2 separate regions of the Bactrocera dorsalis genome follow, and region 1 is linked to region 2. A link is a contact called in public Hi-C data. All regions are on one chromosome and are shown on one strand. The core of a region is the stretch at or near the end of the contact, and the rest is flanking DNA. Distances in the headings are between cores, read along the strand shown. Region 1 overlaps LOC105226277. Region 2 overlaps LOC105226277.

What was found. Hi-C and Micro-C count contacts between places; a contact is called where the count stands out from the background.
Region 1: a contact with region 2 is called in a Hi-C map of whole body, with 2.6 times the contacts expected there. The contact joins two enhancer-like sites. A contact is called at or near these places in 2 of 2 Hi-C or Micro-C datasets (both in whole body).

Annotation. Positions count from the first base shown.
Region 1 is chr3:16,931,180-16,934,992 of ASM2337382v1, reverse strand. The region is part of intron 14 of LOC105226277; the gene reads left to right. Among protein-coding and RNA genes, the nearest start is that of LOC105226277, 100 kb to the left of the region's middle. Within about 2 kb of position 2,467, the one cell type or tissue checked has open chromatin away from gene starts, as enhancers often do.
Region 2 is chr3:16,892,025-16,895,859 of ASM2337382v1, reverse strand. All of the region lies in intron 14 of LOC105226277, which reads left to right. Among protein-coding and RNA genes, the nearest start is that of LOC105226277, 140 kb to the left of the region's middle. Within about 2 kb of position 1,384, the one cell type or tissue checked has open chromatin away from gene starts, as enhancers often do.

The DNA of each region.
Region 1 (3,813 bases), core at 1,218-3,717, 38 kb before region 2:
GCGTGACATTCTTCGCTTTTTTATATAAAATTTTCAAAATATACCGAATTTCTACCTTATTTTCACTCATTTTTGAACAGCTGTAACTTGTTTTCAATTTCCCCGAATATAATTTTTTTTTGTTAAATGAAGCTTAAAATCTCACCTTTCCATCACTATATGCTTTGACACAACGTGATGGTTAGCACTGGAGATATACGACTGCAACGACATCTATTGACAAAATACGAAAAGACTTTTTCGACTACCTCGAATATTATGTATGGTCGAGTTGTGAATTAAAATAAATTTTTCCATCTATGAATTGAAGTCCCCCATTCAGCTGATTATTCCGCTAGTCTCCTGAGTGCCGCAATATTTTCACTCCAATTACGCTCTTGTTTCCATGCCACAACGTTCCGTCTCACTCACAGCAGAGAACGTATAATATAGAGAAGGTATATTATACGTTCTCTGCTAACAGCGCACAACTGAATGCTTCAATGCGAGCGCCTGCTGAGCGAGCGGTTTGGATTGCCGGCAAAGTAGCAAAATCGCAGCAGCAAAACGAATGGAGGCACAAATGCCAGAAGCGCTAAAATAGTGTTTTCCAAAACGGCGACGAAACTGGTAGTTGTTTGTTGTTAGCGACGCGAGTATCTTTACGAAGCGGTGAAGTACTTTATTTGCACGCTTGGTGAGACGGTGGCTTGCGTCTTCGACGGTTTGAGTGGAAGCCCTGGCCTTAGCGAAAGGCGCGCGCGGCGTGACGACAGACAGTTACGGCGCAGAAGAAGTGTTAAGAATTTAAAGAAAATCTTAAAGTAATTATTTTATGAAAAAAAATTTATTTTTTTTTTTTAATCTTAAAAAGTTATTTTGCAAAAACAAAAAGAAAAAGTATTTTTTAACCTTAAAGTAGTCATTTTGCAAAGAAACAAAATCAAAAATTGTTGGTGTTAATTTTTTTTTTTGTAATTGAGTGTTTCGCAAATGAGTTGTGAGCGTTTTGTGCAAAAAAAAAATTAATTAAAAAATATTTAAAGTGTAAATTTGTGTAAAGTTGTTTATTTGAAAAAAAAGCGTTTAAAAACTTCGTCGCCAATCAGTGAAAGCCTGGTAGTTACGAGTGCGACATTAAAGCAGCAAATGCCATAAAAATTACCGTTAAATGAAAATCTGTAAAAAATATTTTTAAAAGTGTTTTCAAGCGTTTGCGAAAAATGCATATTTTTGTATTTGTTTTTGTTTTTGTGCGCATAAAAATACCTTAAGTGCATTTGTATGTGTATTTGTGTATATGTGGCTGCATGTGAAAGTGGCTAATAGCCGCACGAGCGGCGCTTCATTTTAGTGCTGTCTAATCATAAAAAGCAAATTAAAAATCAAACAAAAAATTAAAAAACGATATAAAAAAGTGTAAAAAATATAAAAAAATTTTAAATTTACAAAATATTTTTAAAATTATTTTTACAAATAAAATTAAATAAAAAAATCGAAAAAAAGTGTAAAAAAAAATTAGAAACAATTTAAAAACACAATTTCAAAAAGTGTAAAAAAATAAAAAAAAATTTAAAAAATTTACAAAATATTTTTAAAATTATTTTTACAATTAAAATTAAATAAAAAAACCGAAAAAATGTGTAAAAAAATATATATTTTAAATGATTACTAATTTTTTTTACATTGTTTTTTAATTAAAAGAATAAAAAATTTGTTTTTAAATTATTTTAATTTTTTCTAAAAAAAAAAATTAAATTTTTTTAATTAAAAAACAAAAAAAAAATTAATAATAATTTAATATATATATTTTTATTGAAAATAAGGTAAAAAATAAAACAGAAATATTTTTAAAAATAAATTTTTTAATTAATTTTAATGAAAAAAAAAATGTAAATATAAACATTAATTATTTTTAATTAAACTTTTTAATTAAAAAAATACATATTTTTTTTATTTAAAACAATTTGAAAGTTTAAAATCTTAAATTTAACAGTGTTTAGTGCTGACGTTTCGAGTCCAGCATTATTTTTTCCTATTTGTTGTTGTTATTATTGTTGCTAACGCCCGCAGCGCTGTCTCTCCGGCTGCCTGTTGCCGCTCCCTTGTCTTCCTGTCAAATTAAATAGAAAATTTGCAAGCATTTACAGCAATATGCACAACAACAACAACCATACAATGTTTATAGAAGCAGTGTTAAAGCGCAACAATAACAACAACAACATTGCAGTAACGGATACACAGTCAGCGTTGCATTGAAGTATAGATGCTGCAGAGCAGATACATGGCATATCAGGCACATAAAGTCAGCTCTCGTTTGCTCGCCTTCAACGTCACAAGAAATGCAAACTACAACAAACGCACACACACACACATGCATACTAAACACATGCATAAATCCGCCTGGAAGTGCACCCTGCTCACAGCTGAGCGAAAATTGCACGCCGCACCGCAGCGCTCGTGTGGCAGCCAGTCAGTCAGCAGTCGAGTCGGTGCAACAACTGTATTCCATACATACATACATACAAATGTATGTGTGTGCTGCTTTATACGGTTGCTAGAGACTGATTCACTGGCGTTGCGGGCTCCACCATTTACTCCAACTGCCACGGAAGCTGCCATTGCTGGCGGATTCTTTGCGATTTGCCTCTATATGTATGCTTATATGTACATATGTCTATAATATATACATATATATGTATGTGTATTTGTTGCCCGTTAATGTAACTGTGCAACTGCTGCGGCTATGGTGGCGTGAATTATTGAAACATTGGTGCATCTTTAGCTGCGCTTTGCTTTAATTTGTGCTCTCAAGTGGATTAATGGTGTCAGCAGTTTAGGTTTTATTTTCTTTTTTCACTCGTTTTTCGCCAGCTTTTAGTTCAGTTTGCTTTACGGCTAACTGTTGTGCATCTCAGCTGCCATATCTTCACACCTCAAATGCCGTAAGCGCAAAACGTCTGTCTGCTCGAGTTCAATGTATTGCACCCACCTCTGCTGCTTGTGCTTCTTCCCGCTCTTCTTCTTCTACGCTCATGCACAATGTTTGCTCAAATTAGTTTACTTTTGCTTATTTTTATATTCATACAACTTTTTGTTGTTGTCATTTTCTTGCGCAGTTCGTCATATTTCTCCTTAATTAAATAGAAATCGCGTGCAAAATCATATTTCCCTGTTTTCAGCAAAAAAAAAAATACCTTAAATACAGTTACTTTTGGCGCGGCTGGGTTGGTTTAGTGTGGCGTTGTTTTGCTGTGCAGAGATAAGAAATTGTTTTTGTGGTTTTTTGTTGCGCTATATAAACTTGAGTGCCGTTCCTAATAAAAGCAAGTGATTTTTTGAAGGAAATTTTTTTTTTTTTTTTAAATAAAATTGGAATAAAAAATTGAAAATTTTAATTTTAATTAAAAATTTTTTATAAAAAAATTTAAAAAAAATTTAACTCAATATGATTAATTTTGAAAGTAATTTTTGAATACTTTTCAAGTTTTTAATAAAAAATTTTTCAAATTTTAATTTTTTTATTTTTCGAATTTTAAATTTTCATTCCAAATTTTTTAAATTGAAAATTTAATTTCTAATTTCAAAATCGAAATTTAGAATCGAAAATTTAATTGTTAAATCTTAAATCAAAATTAATAAATTTTTTAAAAACAAAAATTTTAGATGAAAAATTAAATTTTTAATTAATTAAATTTTTAATTTTTTATTAATTAAATTTAAATTTTTAATTAATTAATTAATTAATTTTTTTTATATTTAATTAATTAAATTTTTAATTTTTTATTTCTAATTAATTAAATTTTTAATTTTTTATTTTTAATTAATGAAATT
Region 2 (3,835 bases), core at 135-2,634:
TCGCGTTTGAACCTATAAAAAAATGTTTGAGGCGAGATTGCCTTTGCCAAGAACCAGTAGTTCTTATGGTTCACTCTAGGCAGGAAAGATCTCGCTATCGCAAAAGATCTGGCCATTGACTGTTGTTGAGTTCACTGGAAGTCCAGATTCAAAAACAGAACGCAATCGTATGAAATTGGGAAAAGGAGGTCCCTCTAGTAAACTCATTCATACAAGTCTAATAGGGAAGAAGCTTAAAGTTATTGCTTACGAGGTCTTGCACTCCTAAAATTAACTTAGTTTTGAGCGCATAGTCAGGGAGCTCAAAGCCAGAATACCAGCTCGACTGTGGTAGTGAATACAAACCTCTCTGAAGCTGCAAGAGCAGTTCATCTACTGTTATCTAGGTGACAGAAACCCTCGCTAGAAGGATGCTGCAGTGGCCTGATAGCCTGAAATTAGAGTTGCTGAAGAGCTTCCCACAAAAGACTACACCACCTACTCTCCTTCTTAACTTCGAACCATCCGAAGACTGAAAAAAAACCGCCAGGAGTAGGTCTTGCGATACAGTGAGCTAGATTGTAAAGAATGCAATTGAAACAGTGGAGAATTTCAATGTGTCTTTGGCTGGGGTCCTTCTTATACTTAGTTTCTTTAACAAAAGTTTAATAGTAGCCGTCGAACATCTACCAACAGAAGGGAATTTAGTGGCATTATTGGGGTTGTTCTTAAGGCACCGCAGATGCGGATGAGAGCCGCTCTATGAACACGCTCCAGCTGTTAACTGTTGTAAACTTAGGGACTATTTCACTGTAAACCAAGTTTAATTATTAGTAATAAAATTATCGATAAAAAAATCAATTATGAATAATGATTAAAATTATCGATTAAAATTGAATTATTGATAATGAATAAAATTATCGATGATAAAAAAAGTTTCGATTATGCTTAAAATTATCGATGATGAATGAAATTATCGATAATAAATAAAATCGACAATACAAAATCAAATAAATGATACAAATTAAATAATCCATAAAAGTAAAATAATCGATAAAAATTTCGATAATACACAAAATTATCGATAAAAATCGTAAACTGCTCACTGAAATCAAAATTATCGATAAAAATCGTACTTGTACTCACTGAAATCAACTAACGAATACTTTGTGAGAATTCGGGAAAAACGTTTTTCGCTTCTCTAAATTTCATGCCATTAAATGTAAACAAAACGGCGCTAAAAAAATATTGCTTGAATGATGCCCTCGGTGCCGCATTGCCTGTGCGCGCAGTCAATTTTAGAGTGTATTTTTTTGTTTACTTCACTTTTTAAAGCGCAAATCTGACTAGCGGTAGTGAGTGTAAAAAAATACAAGTTATCAGCAATGTTTGTCGCTACTACACATGCACATTAACCCTGACCTTGGCGGTTGTTATGTGCCCCAAAGGCGTAAGGAGATTGCGGTATGTAGTTGTTCACTGGAGGCAACGACTCAAAAAAACTAATGCACACACACACACATGCCTGCATATACACAAGTCATACAAATGTGATGAATACAAAAAATATGAACTAAAAAAATTTTAAAGTAAAAACAAAAGTATGACAAAAAAAAATAAAAAAATTAAAAAGTGCCGATAACACTTTTTCGTACTTGAACTTAGCAGAGACGCGGTTTTACGAACAACCTTCAGTGCTTTAAGTTATTTGTGTTTCGAAATACTTCTCCAACATTAGTAAATATAACCGTTTATTCTTGCAGTTTTTGTAAAAACAACCAAATCTTATCACCAAAGAGGAAAATATATATATATTTTTACAAAGCAAATATGTATGAATAAGTGCTGCAAAAAATATTATTGAAAAAAATATAAAAAAAATAAAAAGTCGACTAACATGTAAAACTATTTTGCCTTGAAATTAAAAAAAAGTGTTAAACAAATTTTTGTAAAAATCTAACCAACAACAACAATACCAAAAGTAACCACATTAACATAAAATGGATGGCGAACCGATAGTCGCGCCCACAGTACGTCGAAATCCGAGCATAAAACGTTTGCTGAAGTTCCCATGGGGTGGGCAAGGTAAGACCACAAAGTACTTATGTATAAAAAAAATGAAGATTGAAACGACTAGTAATTAAAAAAATATATTTTTTTTATTAAAGTTTCTTTTTTTGTTTTAATAAGCTAATGGTATTTATAAAACTCAAATTTAAAATGGGTATACTATATTATTTATAAAAAATAAAAATATATATATTTAGAAAATATTAAAAAAAATTCAAATTATTTACAAAAGATACGTAAAAAAGACAAAAAAAATATACCTACATAAATATTTACAAAGAAAAAATAAATATTTCCAAACCACAAAATCCAAAAAATGCAAATATTTTAAAATAATAGTTTTTTAAGAGAAAATAAAAAAAATTTAATAAAATAAATATTTAAAAAAATAAAAAAAATATATTTGAAAAGTTAAAAGAAATATTTTCAAACCAAATACAATATTATAAACAATATTTTAAAAATATGAAATGAACAATATTGTTATAAAAGAATATATTAAAAAATATTAAAAAATAATTAAAAATATAAAAATTTTAATAAAAGTAAATATTAAAAGAAAAATATAATACATAATAAAGATTTAAATAAATAATATTAAATAAAATAAATATTTACTAAAGTAAAACCAAAAATTGAAAAGCAAATGTTAAAAAAATATTTACCGAAATATTAAAAAGAAATGTTAAAAAACCTATTAAAAAAATTATTAATAACAAAAATGCTTAAAATCATAAACAAATATTTACAAACCAAACATTATAAAAAATGCTTTAAAAATACTAAAAATATATTATTATAAAAGAATATATAAAAAAAATTCTTAGTGAAAATATTAATAAAAAATATAAATAAAAATCAAAATTAAAAAATTGTGTAATATACATATACTAATTAATTAAATAAATAATATTAAATAAAATAAATATTTAATAAAATATTAAAAAATAATTTAAAATATAAAAATTTTAATAAAAGTAAATATTAAAAGAAAAATATAATACCTAATAAATATTTAAATAAAAAGTAAAATATAAAAAAAAAATATTTGAAAATTAAAAATTTTAATAAAAATAAATATTAAAAAAAAAATATTTGAAAATTAAAAATTTTAATAAGAATAAATATTAAAAAAAAAATTATAATATATACTAAATATTTAAATAAATAATATTAAATAAAATAAATATTTAATAAAATAAAAAATTTTGAAAAATGTTTTAAAAAATATTAAAAAAAAAAAATTTTAAATTAAAAAAAAATTAAAAAAATATAAAAAAAAAAATATTTACAAAAATATTAAAAAGAAATATTAAAAAATTATTAACAAAAAAATATATATATTTAAAAAGTTAAAAAAGAAAATAATTACAAACCAAATATTATAAAGAATATCTTAAAAATTAAAAAAAAAATTAAATACAAAAATTAAAAAATATATATGTATATATTAAAAAAATATAATTAAAAACTATATATTTAAAAAAACAATAATTTAAAAAGCTTTTTAAATAAGGTTCTATACAATTTTCATAGATTTTTTAATACATACCATTTATAAAAATTCTACAAAGCCTTACTTAAAAGGCCGAATTTCTCGAGAAGTATTAATGATAGCGATTTTGACCTCGAACCTTTTTTTATAGCAAATAAAATTTTCTACAAATTTGTCATGTACATTTTTTCTATAGCACCTGTCATTTACGAGATATATACAAAAAAATGTGAAATTCTTCGTAAAATCGGGTTTAGAGCCCCGTACTACCTCGCCGGTGTGCGTTACGAC